3 separate regions of the Sus scrofa genome follow, and all the other regions are linked to region 2. A link is a contact called in public HiChIP or PLAC-seq data. All regions are on one chromosome and are shown on one strand. The core of a region is the stretch at or near the end of the contact, and the rest is flanking DNA. Distances in the headings are between cores, read along the strand shown. Region 1 holds the start of SREK1 (splicing regulatory glutamine/lysine-rich protein 1). Region 2 holds the start of ERBIN (erbin). Region 3 holds the start of NLN (neurolysin).

Region 1 (3,214 bases), core at 27-2,526, 160 kb after region 2:
GGAGCAGCTGGACTTCACTTTAAGTAACACTAATATCCTGGTGTTTTTAGCAGAAAAGTCTAAGTACTGGAAAGTTGTCAAGCTTAAGGTGGTGGAAAGCAAGTTTTACAAAATTTGTTTTGGTGTGAAAATTCAAACAACCACATGAGTATTTTCTGGAGACATCCATCCTACTTGGGCACACAACAGGCATACTGGCCATTTCTTCATACATGTTAAGAGGTTTATGCTAGGTGCAGATTTAAAATTAATAACTTTTACTCCTTTGTCTTAAATTTGTCTTAAATTTTGTATGCCATGAATGCAAGGTGAAGAATACAGAATACCATGAATAGTTCGCTTTGACATCACTGCTTTGATTCCTGCTAAGGTGCCGGCAGTTAATCACTATCGTGTTTACACCATTAGTGCAACTGTCAACAAAGTGAAAAAGGTCAACAGTCTTAGCTTTATGAAAATGGTTTTGACTTTTTGGACCCACTGAAAAGGCCTGGAGGACCTCCAGGTTCTGAGGATGGTTTAGGAACAGCTGCCCTAGTTTCACATGAGTTACTTGTCTCTCATTAGGTTGCAAGGTCTGTGGACCGTCTACAACTGTCTTTTTTTTTTTTTTGTCTTTTTGTGTTTTCTTGAGCCACTCCCGCGGCATATGGAGGTTCCCAGGCCAGGGGACGAATCGGAGCTGTAGCCCACCGGCCTAAGCCACAGCCACAGCAACGTGGGATCCCAGCCGCGTCTGTGACCCACACCTCATCTCTCGGCAACGCCAGATCCTCAACCCACTGAGCAAGGGCAGGGATTGAACCCGCAACCTCATGGTTCCTAGTCGGATTCGTTAACCACTGCGCCACTACGGGGACTCTTATAATTGTTTTTTATGTGCCGTTGTCTAACAGTGTCTGGTACATAACAATAAATATTAATACTTGTGTGTGTAATGAGCTCATAAATAACAAATTATACATGACAACCTCATAGCCTTCATCTGTCTCCTTGCTTCAGTCTGAATGCACACGTTTTGTGAAATTTCCCAACTTTTTTCACAATTAGGACGCCACCCAATTTTTTAAATAGGTAGGGCGAGAGAGCTGCCTGTATATAATAATGACACGTTATAGTTTGGTCAAGTATTTATCTGTGATGCTCAGGTCATTACTCCTTCACAGCTCCACACCAGCAGGCTAGTCATCTAGGTTCCCCAGCTCTACCTAGTGTAAAGACGCTCACGTTTGCAGGAGCACAAGAATTTGATCGAGTTATAATTGGGGGAAGGGAGTTCCTGGATCAAAATCTGCGCAGGTAGAAGAGCAGCAGGAGAAACAGCCCCAGATACCTGCGCGCCCGGGCGCGCAGCCTCGCGAGATCCGCCGGGTTGCCGGGGCGACGCTTCCGCCTGGCGCGCGCAGACCTGGGAGCAGAGGAGTTGTGAAATAGGCGGCTAGACCGGCCCGCTGTCGTGAATTCGCCAGCGGGAGCGCGCTCGCGGCCGCGCGTTCTCCGCTTTCCCAGCTCCGTAGCTGACGCGTCGTAGACGTTGGGGAGCAGGCGGCAGCGGCAGCGGGGTCGGGATGAACAGCGGCGGCGGCTTCGGTTTGGGATTAGGCTTCGGCCTCACCCCTACGGCGGTGATTCAGGTGACGAATCTGTCGTCGGCGGTGACCAGCGAGCAGATGCGGACGCTTTTTTCCTTCCTAGGAGAAATCGAGGAGCTGCGTCTCTACCCCCCGGAGTAAGTGCTCGAGCTCGGCGGGGGGAGGGGCGCCGGCGCCTAAGACCTCGGGAACCCAGGCGTGGGGGAGAGCGCGGACGGGGGCGCGCGGTCTCCGTCACGTGACCGTTCGGGTTTACCTTGGTTTCCATGTTTGATTAGGGCGCAGCAGCCGGGGCCCCAAGCTTCTGCTTTCCTTTTAGTTGATCTCGGGGTGGGGTAATCTCTGCACGGCACCCTTACAAAGCATTTAGAGAGGTTGCCTTTTTCGTGTCTCACAGATTTATCGTCGCCGCCGGATGCTCGAATTCAGTGCCCCCCCCCCTTTTTCAATGCTCCTCTTTTTTTTCCCGAACTTAAGATGGCCGCAGGTGGGCCCGGAGTAGTCCTCATGGCTAATGCTTGGTAGCGTTTTTGCAATGGAAAATCGCGGAGGTTGCGCCCGAGAAACTGTTCAGTTCTTAGGGCCTCTGTGTCGGGCTGTCATTGCTGACGGGGAAGCCTGCGGTTGATGACAAGAAGGGCTATATTTGTTCCTGGGGCTGTGTTAACAAACTTAGCATCTTCTTGGTTCAGCTAATTGAGCCCATCCATGTTAAAGATCGTGTGTGTTCACCCTTTTGGCAACGGATTAAAATTTCCTCCTGGAAGGTCACGTTGTCCTAAATCTTCGGAAAAAGTAATAGCGCTGGATTATTCCTGCTGTATACTTTTACTTTTAAAAAGTCCAGATCTGGACTGGCATTTAGTTTCTTGGACACTTCCCAAGTGTATTTTGAAGTAAGATTTACCTTGTACAGTATTATCTACTCATATTTGTAAGGGGTCGAGGGTTGTTTACTTTTTTACAGGCATAAACTTTTTAAAGATAGAGCTTGGAGTCTGAAAATCCTCAGTGTTTTGTTCATTTTTCAAAATCCTTTGAAGGAAGGTATAGGAGTTGCCCATGATTTCTCTTCTTTTTTTAAAAAAAAGATTGTTTTTGATTTTTTAGTTTATTTCATAGTGATGCATGTAGACCTATTTTTCTTCACTTTTTTTAGTCTGTATATCTCTGCCACTGCATGGCTACTGATAAAAGTTGGCGCTTGGATTTTTAAGTTTTACTTAAATTTTCTTCAAATTTGTGTAAACATTTCATGTGTACAAAAGTTGAAAGATGTTTCCTTCACCTGCCTGCATTCATAGTTTGCCACAGTTGATTTCTTTCTTTGTGTCTCCCTTTCCCTCTCTCCACCTTTACACACACCCACCCTGCCCTCAAACCCCTTCCCTCCCTCATCCTTTTAAAAAGTGGTTGCAGACACCTTGCCTATTCATTCATCTACACTTCAGTGTGTATCTCTTAAGTATATTTTCTTCCTTCATTGCCACAGTACTATTAACATATCCAGTAACATTGGTGAAATAATTATATTACATTTAAATTTCTTTTTTTATTCTCATAATGCTTTTTTCCATTTTCTTTTTCTTATCTAGAACATATTCTGGACCACTCCATTTGGT
Region 2 (3,354 bases), core at 357-2,856:
GCTGAAAGTTTCCACCTCGAGCAGAATATCTTAAATATCTGCAGTTATTTCAAATGTTTGTCACCAGTGTACGACTCACTTTGGTAAATAATTCTTTGATGTACTTTATCAACTCCTTCATTTGGTTGCAAGCCAAAAATCATCTGTAGGGCATACAGCTCTTTACTCAAAGTTGGTAATAAATAATTATCTCTGGAACACAGACGGAAGAACTGAAGCAATGACTTCAGGGGCACAGAGAGTAATTACCAGCATTGTACATGGTTAAGCATGGCAGAGCCTGGGGGCGGGGAATGGTTTGTTTCGTATCTATTGCGTTCTTTCTCCGGGTAAAACAAGGCCGGCTTGTCTGTTAACATGTTTAAAGCAGGAACTGCAAAAACTGTGCAATGTTGTGGTTGAGGCGTTTTATGCCATATGTGTTGACAGAATGCCTAAGCAGCTCTCTTCTCCGCAATAAACGCAAACCCTGCCAGGCTGAATCATTAGGGCCAGTGTAATTCAACAACTGCACCATCTAAACCGCTGGGGTTGAAAGCCTACGTTGCGTTCAGAGGGTATCCAATGTTGCCTCTAACAAAGACACTATCTTGAGGCAATTTCGCGGGCCATTTTCCCCCTCTCAGCGCCAGCTTTGTCTCAGCTGGTGAGGCTGAGACTTGGAGGAACCCCAGCTGCGTTTCTGCGAGAGCAAGCTCGGAGCAAAGGCCGGCGTGGGAAGCTCCGCCGTGCTACCGCAGTGGTTTCTTGCAAACTGAGCGTGCCATTAGAGGAAGTTGGAGTGCTGCAGTTGAAAGAGATACCTGCAGGCTTAAAATCGGGGTTGGACTTGAACCCTTCGCACCGATCACTGCTGTACAAAGAAACTCAATTGGCAGGAGTGGAGGAGGCCTAGGGACTCTCTTTCTTTTTTTTTTTTTTTTTTTTTTTTTTTTTTTTTTTTTTTTTTTGTCTTTGTCTTTTTGTTGTTGTTGTTGCTATTTCTTGGGCCGCTCCGCGGCATATGGAGGTTCCAGGCTAGGGTTGAATCGGAGCTGTAGCCACCGGCCTACGCCAGAGCCACAGCAACGCGGGATCCGAGCCGCGTCTGCAACCTACACCACAGCTCACGGCAACGCCGGATCGTTAACCCACTGAGCAAGGCAGGGACCGAACCCGCAACCTCATGGTTCCTAGTCGGATTCGTTAACCACTGCGCCACGACGGAAACTCCAAGGACTCTCTTCTTCCAGGCTGGGCGCAGGGCAGCCGGGATCGACTTCGCCCGCATCCCCACCTTGGGCGGCTGGGGAGCAGCACGCAGGCCTCCCGGGCCTGGGCCAGAGCTGGCCTCACGCCGGACCTAGCTCGCGAACCCCCGGCCGCCGGCCCCGCCTCCCGGGCCCCCAAGACTATCACCCCCCGCTGCCGCCGCCGCCCCCCGCCGCCACCGACGTCGGCCCGCACCGCCCCCGCGCGCGGTGACTGGCTCGCGCCGGCCTCCAGCCCGGCTGTTGGAGGTTGGGGCGAAGCGGGCGGGAGGCCGCCCCGCCCCCGCCGCGGAGCCGCCGCCGCGCGCAGCCTCTTCCCCCCTCGCCGCCGGGGCGGTGGCGCTGTTGCCTCCGCGGCCTGTGAGGCAGTAACTCCCCTCCGCCCCAGCCCCCTTCCTCCTCCTTTCTCTCCGCTCCCTCCCTCCCCTCCCCTCCCCTCCCCTCCCCGCCCCTCGCAGTCTCTCGCTCGAGTGAATGTGGCGCGGCGGCGCGGGACGCAGTCTCGGCCCCTGCCGCGGCCCCGCGAGCTTGTGAGGAGACGAAGCCGCCGCCTGCCCCCACCCCCTGCGCTTCCCGGGGGAGCCACCGCCGCCAGGGAAGAAGAACGAGGAGGGGAGCGAGGGGACGGTGGCGGGAAAACAGGAGGGGGAGGAGAAGAGGGCTCGAGGGCAGGGAAGGAAGGCGGGGAGGGACGTACGGAAGGACGGACAGCCCGACGGCCGGCCGGGGGAGGGGGCCGCCATCGAGCCTGCCCGGCCCCTCGGCTCGGGCTCCGGGCGGCCGCGGCTGCGGCCGCGCGGGCGAAGGGCGCGGCAGGCGCTACCGAGACAATAACCCCGCCGCCCGGCTCCGGGGGTGGCGGCGAGGAGGCGGCGGCGGCCTAGCGCGGCAGAGGCTCTCCCAGCGCCCCGGTGGCATCTTTGCCCCCGCGGGCCAGGTTCGCCTGCCGTCGGATATCGGGGCGCGCGGGTCGCCCGGAGTCCCAGGCTCTCGGCTGACGCCCCCTGCCCTCCCCCGCCCGACGCGCGTGGAGCTGGTTTTCCGGGTTCCCCTGGACCGAGCTGGATCCTGCTGCTCGCCAAGGCAGGAAGTGAGTTTCGCACGGTAATTCCGGGCGGTGTCACGAGTGAAAAGTTTTTTTTTCGACGGAGATCCTAGTTGGGGCTGGGAAACTCCTGCAAAACTCGAGACCAGGAAGCCAGCCCGCTTCCCAACCCCCACCGGAGCCACCTACTCTTCCTACTGCGGGAGGCCACTCCACATCCGCTCTCACCGGAGAGAGAAATTCGGCTGGATCCGAAGTGACTAATGAAGGGGAGGAAATCATGTCAGGCGAAGCCTTGAAAAAGCTGTCCTGAGACACTGCCCGACCGAAAGGTAATTTTCACCCAAAGTGTCTGCGAGTCACAAAGCTCCCCGGCCAGGAAAGAGAGGAAACTTTAGTGTTTTCCACTTTTTCTCAAGTTGCCCTAAATTCTCCCTCTCTCCTGTCGGACGGGGTAGTGATTTAGGTGCAAAGCAGTAGAACTGATTTTATTCTCCTTTCTACCATCTGGACCCTGGTCATTTTAGAAGAGGTTGTAAGAATGCGGTGGGACGAAAAGTTTTAAGCAATTCCGAGGAAAGAATGCCTTTGTTCAGCAGAAGGTCCAGAAATCTTAGTTTCCCGGAACATATACAATGTATGTTTTTGATTTATTAAGTTGCTGAACCTGACAACTTTTGTTTTGGATGAAAGTTAGGTCACTGCGGCGAGCAATCGGCTGCTGTTGAGATGGCTGCCACAGTATTTGTTTATACTGTTACCGATTATTTTGCTTTTGCATTTAAATGTATATGGAGTTATTTAGTTCCAACTCTTATGACTGTGTTTCATTGGGTTTTATAAACAAAAAACTCTTTGCCGTTCTTAGTCGTTTTTTCAGGTGGGTAATATATATGTCTTCAGTAACTTGTTCTTTTCGGACATTTATAACTTTATAATACTTGTTTGGTGTTGTCTACAAGCTACTGTCTACAAGATTTTTCTTGTAACTGACCTAGTAGGGAGAAAAAGTGTTACGGCTAAAGAGTGATGATTAAAAAGCAAACATGAATGCCTGTA
Region 3 (3,421 bases), core at 636-3,135, 190 kb before region 2:
TACTTATCCATTAAATAGGTATAATGCTAACTTAACGGTTACTGTGGAGGAAAAAATTCCCTATAATATGAATAGCATAGTTCTGACACATAATAGTTGTTCAATAAATAAATGACAGTCCTCTCAGCTTGTTAACTGAAAAAATTAAAACAAGCCTCAGAGAATGAAAACACCCATAACCTTATTGTAAGTTCTCTTTCCTTGAAAAATCAACAAAATATTCTGATTTTGACATAACAGGTCATAAAGTCAAGCTTATAGCTATTTTGTCTTTATTTACAATTACAACACAAAAGAACATAGAGAAGAGGTGCTTACCTTCCAAACTTTCCTGCTCATCTGAAGTATAAGCATCCATCTGACTTTGTTCCCGTAAGAAACGAATAACTGCATAAACTAGGTGCTTAATGGATGACATTTTAAAAGCTTAAACACTTTTCCTTGATAAGAAAAAGAAAAACACTGAACTAAGTAATTTCAAAGAATCGGTGAAGATTATTAATTGCAAGGGTCATCAAATTAGATTAAAAGTAAAAAGCAAAAACAAAAACCTGTATTACCCTCATTTCTTTCTCTTTTCAAAGAATCAACAGAGCACAAAATATCAATATGGTAATATATGACATTGTTTCATTTACCCTCAGTAATATTAGGTTATGTTAAAACTTGCAAAAATAAAATTTTTCTCAAAATTTGTACAACATAAGCGTAGATTCTCACTGAACAGCTATAACTTAACTATACATATGGTACAGATCCAGAAAAGGATAGGGGTATAGAGATAGAGATGAAGAAATCCCCAAAAGGCTTTAGTACCAAGTTGAAGGAGATTTCATACTGCTGACTCAGAAGCTGATCCACGCTGAGCATCTTCCTCTATTTCATGAGACTTTTTAAAATGTATGCATAATTTACACTCCACCTACTTTTATAGGAGGAGACAGTTATGTGACATGCAAATATATTACTGAAAGGTTGTTCAACCATTGAGTGTCATTTGTAATAAAAATGGTATTTCTATTTCGTCAACAGACATGTCAGAAAATCATTAGGTCGATGGATACTACAATCCCAGAGATGCTCTCTGCAGTAGCTGTGCTCTCGTGGACAAAGTGGAAGCTCCCGGTCATGTTCATTCACATGGAATACTATCGCATCCAAACAGTGGCGCAGGGCCAGCCGGCATTAATGGCTTATTTCCACTAAAGCGCATTATCTATCTGCTCCCCATGTTCCCTAATTCAAAGCCAGGGTGTGGTACCCACCGCTAGGATGCTTATTATTTGTGTGCTTATTTTAAAGACAAGCCCAGCCTCCAGGCCATGGGGTTGAAAGCACTAAATAAGGCCCCAGAGCAGAAGGTTGAAAAAAGAATGGGGTGGGGGGGGGAGTGAGGGGATGCAGAAGGGAAATGGAGAAGTCCAACCTCCTCCAGGCTTCTCTCCCTTCCTGTCCCCAGAGCACATAGACCTCCTTCTCCCTCCCTTCGGTACCCGGGCCTCGCCTTGGCCCTGACAAGGTTTGCTGCGGGTGCGCGGTGCAGGCCGGGTCTGGGGCGGCGGGAGACGCACCCTTCCCAGAGAGAAGCCCCTTACCAGGCAAGAGGACGCGAGACGGTGGCAACGGGCCCCGGGGGTCTGTAAGCCGGTCCGCCTGCCCCCTGGTCCTCGGGCTTGAGTCTGGCCACGAATCGCAGCACTGCCCACGGTGGCACAAACTTCCCCGGCTCCCAGGCCGCCGCCGCCGCCCCTCAGCCCACCCGGCTGTGCTCTCCGCTCCCAGACGCCGGGTCTTGACAGAACCGCCCCCCGGGCGGTGCTAGAGGCACGGGGCGGGGTTCAGGCCTGGGCGGGGCCTGGGCGGGCCTGAAGTGGGCGCCGGCGTGGGACTGCCGCACGTGGGAAGGCGCGGGCAGAGCGGGCCGCAGCCGCCGCTGTTGCCTCCTTTGCTAGGCCGCCGCAAGGCTTGCCAGCGCCCCGCATACCCCACCCCCAAACCAGAGGACAGCGCGCCCGGAGCCGCCGTCGCCTCTCGGCGCTCCCATGATCGTCCGGTGCCTTTCGGCTGCGAGACGCCTCCACAGGTACTTCCTGAGCGCGGTTTAACCTTGACCGTGGGCGGGGCGGGGTCTTCCGCCCGGTTCGAGCCAGGCGTACCGGCCCAGCCTTTACCGACAGCACCCCTGTGACGCTCCTGGAACCCTCCCTTTCTACAGCCCACATGGTCTACCCCGACGGACACCTGGCGCGGGAACTTGGGGCCACCTTTTCTTCCTCTGCTCCCTTGGGAGGGCATCCATTCCCCTTTGTTTGGGACTGCCTCAGCTGCAAGCAGGGAGACTGGTCGCAAGCCCGGCCCAAAACGAATTCAGAAAGACGGTCGGGGTAAGAAAATTATTTGACTTTCACCCCCATCAGAACTGCAGACCTATCGTTGAAAGTGCTTACAGCTGTTGACTCGAGTAACAATTCTCCTTTACCCTTCATGCCCATCGTTAGCATATAAATCGTTTAACATCCACATGGGATGAAACCTCTAGGGTTTTGCTGCTTATATCTGTCCATGCTTCTAATTTCCTTTTTATTTAACTTACTCCTCATAAAACATTCGGCCTCTTGCCGGGGCAAATTGGCTTGGCCCAAAATGGAGGAAATGATTGTTTGGACACGGTTTGGGGCAGCCACAGCTGCTGTTTTGGATTGCTTCCTAGCGCCCTAGCCACACCCCCTCTGCAAGATGGTGTGAGAATTAAATTCTTTGCACGGATGCACTGGATGGAGTGGTTTTCAAAAACAATGCCACTACCACCCCCATTTCCAAATCTGGCCTTGACCTGAAAATCCAACAGAAATAGGGAAAAGTGTGTTTCTTGCTAGATCCTTATAAAACTACTTTGGACCATATCGCTGAGCATGTAAGCTTTTTAACAGTTTGCTATTGCACCTTGCCACTCATCTGTGTGGAGCTTTGTACTGTTCAGTCCTCATAGTTTGGGGCATCCAGGGACACTAGTAATCATAAAGAGTTAATGTGATGATTTTGACCATATTTCAGGCTGTCCTTTTAGTCTGGAGGCTGCAAGTGGTATAGCTGTCAAAAGAAGCTGTACCAACAAATGAAGAAATACATATCTTTATATGACACAGGTGTGAAAAGAAAGAATAAATTTTATATAAGGCAGTTCTTAAACTCTTTAGTCTCAGGGCTCCTTTACTGGTCAAAAATTACTGAGGACGTAGGAGCTTCTGTGGTGTGTGTTATATTTTCCAAGTGTACCATATTAGAAATGAAATCAGGAAGATTTTTACAGTAATAGTTTATTTTTGAAACAATAATAGGAGTTCCCTGGTGGCCTAGAAGTTAAGGATTCATGCTGTGGCCTTGGTTCAATCCCTGGCCAAGGGAACTTAGGCATGCCACA

The links. HiChIP or PLAC-seq counts read pairs in DNA pulled down with a chosen protein or histone mark.
Region 1: an H3K27ac HiChIP or PLAC-seq map of skeletal muscle shows a contact between it and region 2. The contact joins the promoter of SREK1 here to the promoter of ERBIN in region 2. A contact is called at or near these places in 6 of 47 Hi-C or Micro-C datasets (fetal skeletal muscle, heart right ventricle, liver and 2 more) and 2 of 2 datasets of contacts at active chromatin or transcription factors (alveolar macrophages and skeletal muscle).
Region 3: a contact with region 2 is called in an H3K27ac HiChIP or PLAC-seq map of alveolar macrophages. The contact joins the promoter of NLN here to the promoter of ERBIN in region 2. A contact is called at or near these places in 2 of 5 promoter capture datasets (fetal skeletal muscle and liver), 2 of 47 Hi-C or Micro-C datasets (epiblast stem cells and fetal skeletal muscle) and 1 of 2 datasets of contacts at active chromatin or transcription factors (alveolar macrophages).

What each region holds. Positions count from the first base shown.
Region 1 is chr16:44,577,255-44,580,468 of Sscrofa11.1, forward strand. SREK1 (splicing regulatory glutamine/lysine-rich protein 1) reads left to right here and starts at 1,277. Exons shown (of 11, transcript XR_002339775.1): 1 at 1,277-1,729.
Region 2 is chr16:44,413,500-44,416,853 of Sscrofa11.1, forward strand. It overlaps ERBIN (erbin), which reads left to right and starts at 1,607. Exons shown (of 24, transcript XM_021076809.1): 1 at 1,607-2,627.
Region 3 is chr16:44,223,821-44,227,241 of Sscrofa11.1, forward strand. It overlaps NLN (neurolysin), which reads left to right and starts at 1,886. Exons shown (of 13, transcript NM_214359.2): 1 at 1,886-2,083. The coding sequence starts at 2,043. SGTB (small glutamine-rich tetratricopeptide repeat-containing protein beta) reads right to left here and starts at 2,076. Exons shown (of 11, transcript XM_003134011.5): 1 at 1,596-2,076; 2 at 319-440. The coding sequence starts at 418.